2 separate regions of the Zea mays genome follow, and region 2 is linked to region 1. Evidence: chromatin contacts called from public Hi-C data. All regions are on one chromosome and are shown on one strand. Each heading gives the region's core, a stretch centred on a gene start, on an enhancer-like site or on the middle of the called end of the contact. The rest is flanking DNA. Distances are from core to core; before and after follow the strand shown. Region 1 holds the start of LOC100286037 (regulator of telomere elongation helicase 1). Region 2 holds the start of LOC103652610.

Region 1 (2,905 bases), core at 42-2,541:
CGATGAGAGAAACACTCGGGTTTGAACAGGTTCAGGTCGCTTCGAGAGGCGTAATACCCTACATCCTATAGTGGTTTTCTGTATTGAGATGAGTTATAGGTTGTGGCTATGAGAATGATGGGTTGAGGGTGAGATGAAAATGGTAGGGGTGCCTCTTGGCCTTATATACATGACCAGAGAGGGCACCCCCTACAGATGTCGATCACAATCTCCTTGCTTATATCCTGATTTGTAGCGGACAATCTCCTTTATCCTGGGGAAATCTTATGCTCCCGCGTCCGAGTTACCGCCGGTGGTTCAGTCTATCGGGTGGGCGCAACAAACCCAACCTAACATACCCGCGCTCATGCAACACCTAACTCGGATGTGGGCCTTTTTCATATCAAAACTGTTTGCCTCAGCTGGTTTCCTTTATTCGGCCCACCACAAAGACGCCCCAGGAGGGCGCCTGTTGGATGGCCCCGGACGTTTTTTTGTGCTCGTGTGGACCCGGGATATCCATCTCCCACAAACGTAACACCAATTTCTAGGATGCTGATTGATGAAGGAGCAACCGTCATTTTAATGCCTTACTCCATGTATCGAAAGTATAATGTTTTTTTTTGCAAAAGAGACCTCGTGGAAACCAGAAAACTGATGCTTTTACAATAGTAGAAATTCGGAATGCAAAAATTTTATAGGAGACAGACAAAAAATTTACATGAATTAGTCCTATTTCAAGAAAAACAAAAAACGCGTCTTCCAAACACTGCCCTTTTCTTATACCTAATAAAATTTTGAAGAATAAAATGGATGAAACAACTTTGACATTAAAATGATTTTTATTCCAGTAGGGGAAGGATAGGTTGTATAGTTTTGAAGTTTGATAAAGAAAGTGATATAATGCATCGATAGTTATGGTCTTATGGAGATAAAAAAAGAAACCTTTTGGATTTGCAACGTGTCAATCAAGCGGCCCAGCACAACCACATTAGAGTATTAGACACAACGTCTATGGGGTGTTTGGTTGCTCCTGCTAAAGTTTAGCCCGGGTCACATCAAACGTTTGACTTTTAAATAGGAGTATGAAATATAGACCCAACCAACTGAACTAGATTCGTCTCGTCTTTTAATTTTCGGCTGACAAATTAGTTTTATAATCCGACTACATTTAATACCCGGAACGGAGGTTCAAACATTCGATGGGACATGGCTAAATTTTAGCGGGTTGTGCGATACGGCCCAAGTGTGGTTCAGCAACGCCGAAGAAAAATCAGACAAGAAGCCCCTCCGGCCCTCGCCCTCCCTAGTCCCTATTCGCCGCGCCCGCGCCCGCGCCGTCTCGAGGTCCGCCGGTCTCCTTCCGCCGCAAGCTTTGCTCCATTCCACCGCCGCCTCTTCCGCCTCCGTCGGCAAAATGCCGGTCTACAGCATCCGCGGCGTCAACGTCGACTTCCCCTTCGACGCCTACGACTGCCAGATCACCTACATGGACCGCGTCATCGAGTCCCTGCAACAGGTGACCAGAGTTCCCCGCTCCTCCAACCCCGCGTGCTAAACCCTACCCTCACTGCGACGTTCACGTGCCCAAAGTTTTGCTCGGTTTTGAGTTTTGACTGCTTCGCGTTTGCGTTGCCTCGGCGTATCGATGGACAGGGGAAGAACGCGCTGCTGGAGAGTCCTACGGGTACGGGGAAGACACTGTGCCTGCTGTGTGCGTCGCTCGCGTGGCGCCGCACTTTCGGCGAGTTCCTGCGGGTCGGGCGTGGGGGCGGTGGGACTAAGCAGTTGCCCTACGGGAGTCAGCCGTCCGCTAGCCAGCAGTCAGAGGACTCTACGTCTCAGAAGCAGCAGCAGTCGCGGTACCCAGTCATCATCTACGCCTCACGGACCCACAGCCAGCTTCGGCAGGTTATCAAGGAGCTCAAGGCTACCAGCTACAGGTCGGTAACCGAACTTGTACCCCAGTACCTTGTTTTTATTTGAGAGCTGATTGTGCTGAACTGTGCTGTTGAGTAACATCTCATGAATGCTATGGTGCTGAGGGCTGGATATGTCTTCAGTAGCTGCAGTTGCAGATTGACTCATCCCAGAGTCTCTGATGGTTCGGATGGTGTTACACAGGCCGAAGATGGCAGTGCTAGGTTCCCGTGAGCAGATGTGCATCCACGACGAAGTGAGCAAACTCCATGGAAGAGCACAGAACAATGCCTGTCACTTCCTCTGCAAGAAACGACGGTGCCCTCATAATAACCATGTTGCTGGTAATTGCAATAGAATTGTTTTTTGTTTGATAAGTCTTAAAATTGGCCCTGCAGACAAAAATAAACAACAACCTAAAAGGAAAATGCATACACAAATTCTGACCATTATTTATTATTTTATTCTTGCAATTGGTGCCCTCATAATAACCTCGAGCTGCTTTGGTTGATACAAAGTTTTGTATCTCTGAATGCCATGATTTATTATTTTATTCTTGCAAATGGCTCTTCAAGTTGAGGGCCTTCCCTAGTGCCTTAAAAACAACATTGGTTCAATACTGGTTGAATACTTCTGTTTTATCTTACTTTTTCTTTATATTTCAAATAAATTTCTATTATCAATAACACAGATATCACACATGAATGACATTTCCTGCAGAGTTCATAAAAAACAAACCTGAGCTTGGGAATGAGCCTTTTGATATAGAAGATTTGATAAATATTGGGAGGCATAAGGGCCCGTAAGTTTCAAATGTTTTCTCCCTATTTTTTCATTTTTAGAGAAATAGCAAGCATGCCTATAGATTTTTGACCCACAAATGACATTCTTTTCTTTATCACTTGAGGTGCCCATATTACATCTCCCGGGAACTTTCAAAGTCGGTTGATATTTTGTTTGCCCCTTACAACTATCTTATTGATCCGGGAAACCGTCGTTCCCTAAA
Region 2 (2,799 bases), core at 56-2,555, 300 kb before region 1:
GCTCTGCTATGACAACCCTGTAAGGAATCAATTTCAGTAATGTATTGCGTGTACTCAGATTCCAAGTCCAGAGCTGAACTGAGATCAATATGCATAACATAAGAATTAGTTGACCGTTTGCATGCGTTAGCGTTAATCTGAAATCAATTGAAAATGTTTGATCTGAAAACAGGAACTTGAATATGATGGTGCTATCTCCAAACATACAATTGATCACATAATCCTGCTTCACAAAGCGCTAGATGTTACCAGTTTATGTATGTTGCTACTATTGACCGTAAAACAACATTAAATCCTGCCCTTACTATTCCACAAACGATCGACTTGTTTATTAAATGGCTCAGGTTGCAACGCTAGTTAATGTCCCAGGTCAGATGTTGAAATAGTATCAAACAAAGATGTGCAATCCACTAAACCCTTACTTGTACTCATCCTTCTCCAGTCCATGGTCAAGGCAAAGAAACCGAAGATGGCCAGGAGCAGCATCCAGATCACCTTCCGTGACAAGAGTCTTCACGGCATCCAAATGGGCAAGTTGCACGTTCCGCCGCAGCCATAGGAGCACATCCACACCGAAACCCCTGTCCAAGGCGATCTGCCTCGAGACGCCTATGCACAACGCATCAAACACAAAGGCGTTGTCGAGGAACACTTCCCATAGCCCTCTCAGATCCTTCACGGAGGCTTCCTCGGCACTAGCACCTGCGTCCCCTCCGCCTTCGACCTCGAGCTTCAACCTCGTCACCCCCAAATCCAGCAGTTTCGTGAGGATTTCTCTGGCCTCGGCGCCAATGGCGGGGTCGTCAGCGATGGGCTGGAGGAGGACCAGGAACTCTGCCTTCAGGCGCAGCGCCTCGGGATTGGGAGTGGAGGGGAGGGCGGCGAGTTCGAGCACGGCAAGCCAGGCGAGGTGGGATGGGGACGGGCAGGCAGGGGGAGCGGACCAGAGCACGCCCGGGACGCGGCCGCCCGCAGCGGCGACCGCGCGGAGGAAGTCCGCACATAGCACCGGGTCACGGCGGCGGAGGCTGAGGAGCACCGCACGCAGGGGCTCGAACTGCGCGAGAAAGAGGTGGTTCGCTGCCACGCGTGTGAGGAGCGCGGCCTCCCGCTCCGACGCCGCCATGGAGAGGAACGTCGGTGAGCGCCTAGCCAGCTAGTGCGTTGGGGATCACGAGGGGGATAGCGGGCATGGCGATGCCCGCGCGGGATAGGAGCCGCCGTGCTTTCGCGGTGTGGCGAAGTACCGGAGTGTTCGATTGCAGCCTTTGGCTTCCAGGCCTTGCTGCTTGGGTGCGAGCCATTGACAATTTTGGCATTACGAAGACTTCACCGATATAATATTGGACTCATAAATTATAGACACATATGATCAAATTAGTCATAGATACGAGATGACATAATAAAATAAAGCCAAAACTAAGTGTCGGTGTTTTGGACCCGGGGATCCCTGGACCGACGAGTGAGATTGTCGCTGCGTGTCCCTGCCCAGATGGGTTGGCGCGGGATGGAACACAAGATGCGGGGCAAGCATTGTATTATCCTGCACCAGGGGTGCCGCTCGTAGTAGGGGTTACAAGCACGTCGCGAGAGGGAGAGAGGGAGAGAGGGAGCCCATTCGTTCGCTCCTTTCCCCCGCGCGAACCCTCCTTCAGGATGGCCCTGGACCTCCCTTTTATAGACGCAAGGAGAGGGTCCAAACGTACAATGGGGTGTAGCTATGTGCTAACGTGTCCGGCAGAGAAGTGCCTAAACCTTGTGTACATGCCAACGTGGCCGTCGGGGGAGAGCTTGAGCCCTGTACACGTGATAGCGTGGCCGTCGGAGGAGTGCTTGAGTCCTGTAGGAGCACAGCTGGCAGTGCGGCAAGGATCCTGCTGACGTCTCCTTGCTGCCGTAAGGGGCTGAGAGTCACCGGCGTCATGGTGCACGCGGGGCACCATCATTACCCGTCGTCGGGGTAAGCCAGATGGGACGTCGATCTTGTTCTTTGTAGCCTGAGCTGGCTAGGGATAGGGTAATGATGTATCTCCTGTTGGCGCGGTCGGTCCGAGCCCAAGGTCGGGCGAGACGGAGACTTCTCTTGAGGCCGAGGCCGGGTCGGGCGAGGACGCGATTCCTCCCGAGACCGAGGTCGAGGCCGAGTTCGGGGGTCGGGCGAGGCGGAGACCTCCTCCCGAGGCCGGAGCCTGAGGTCGGGCGAGGCGGAGCTTCCTATTGCGCCCGAGGCCGAACTCGGTGGTTGATCGTGACTTGTTGTCAGTCTTCGCCTGGGTGGTTGGCACGGCAGTCGGAGCGGGGCGAGCGGCGCTGTTTTCCCGTCACATCGGACAGTAAAGAAGAGGGGCGAAGTGACTGCGGTCACTTCGGCCTGGCCGACTGAGGCGCGTGTGTCAGGATGCGGCGTCAGGCGTCCCCTGCATTGAATGCGCCTGCGAAGCGGTCGATTGGTGAGGCGGTCTGGCCAAGGTTGCTTCACAACGAAGCCTGCCCGAGTCGGGCTTCGGGAGAGCCGAGGGGGTGCCCGCTGCCTGAGACGGCCCTCGGGCAAGGCGTGAACTCGTCTGGGACTACTGCTCCAGCCCGAGGCTGGGCTTGGGTGAGGTCGCGTCCCTTGGGTAGACGAAGCCTTGACTTGAACCGTGCCCGTCAGTTGGTCTGAGGGTGTTTATCAACCGTGATTAGGAGTGTTGGGGGTACCCCTAATTATGGTACCCGACAGTAGCCCCCGAGCCTCGAAGGGAGTGTTGGTACTCGCTTGAAGGCTTTTGCCGCATTTTCGGTGAGGGGACCGGCCTT

The links. A called contact is a pair of places that touch in the nucleus more often than the background predicts.
Region 2: a Hi-C map of leaf shows a contact between it and region 1, with 2.0 times the contacts expected there. The contact joins the promoter of LOC103652610 here to the promoter of LOC100286037 in region 1. A contact is called at or near these places in 6 of 25 Hi-C or Micro-C datasets (leaf and an unstated tissue).

Annotation. Positions count from the first base shown.
Region 1 is chr3:227,711,525-227,714,429 of Zm-B73-REFERENCE-NAM-5.0, reverse strand. It overlaps LOC100286037 (regulator of telomere elongation helicase 1), which reads left to right and starts at 1,291. Exons shown (of 23, transcript NM_001361377.1): 1 at 1,291-1,498; 2 at 1,636-1,922; 3 at 2,104-2,243; 4 at 2,620-2,701; 5 at 2,807-2,905. The coding sequence starts at 1,397.
Region 2 is chr3:228,013,755-228,016,553 of Zm-B73-REFERENCE-NAM-5.0, reverse strand. LOC103652610 reads right to left here and starts at 1,305. Exons shown (of 35, transcript XM_020550577.2): 1 at 423-1,305; 2 at 1-17. The coding sequence starts at 1,126.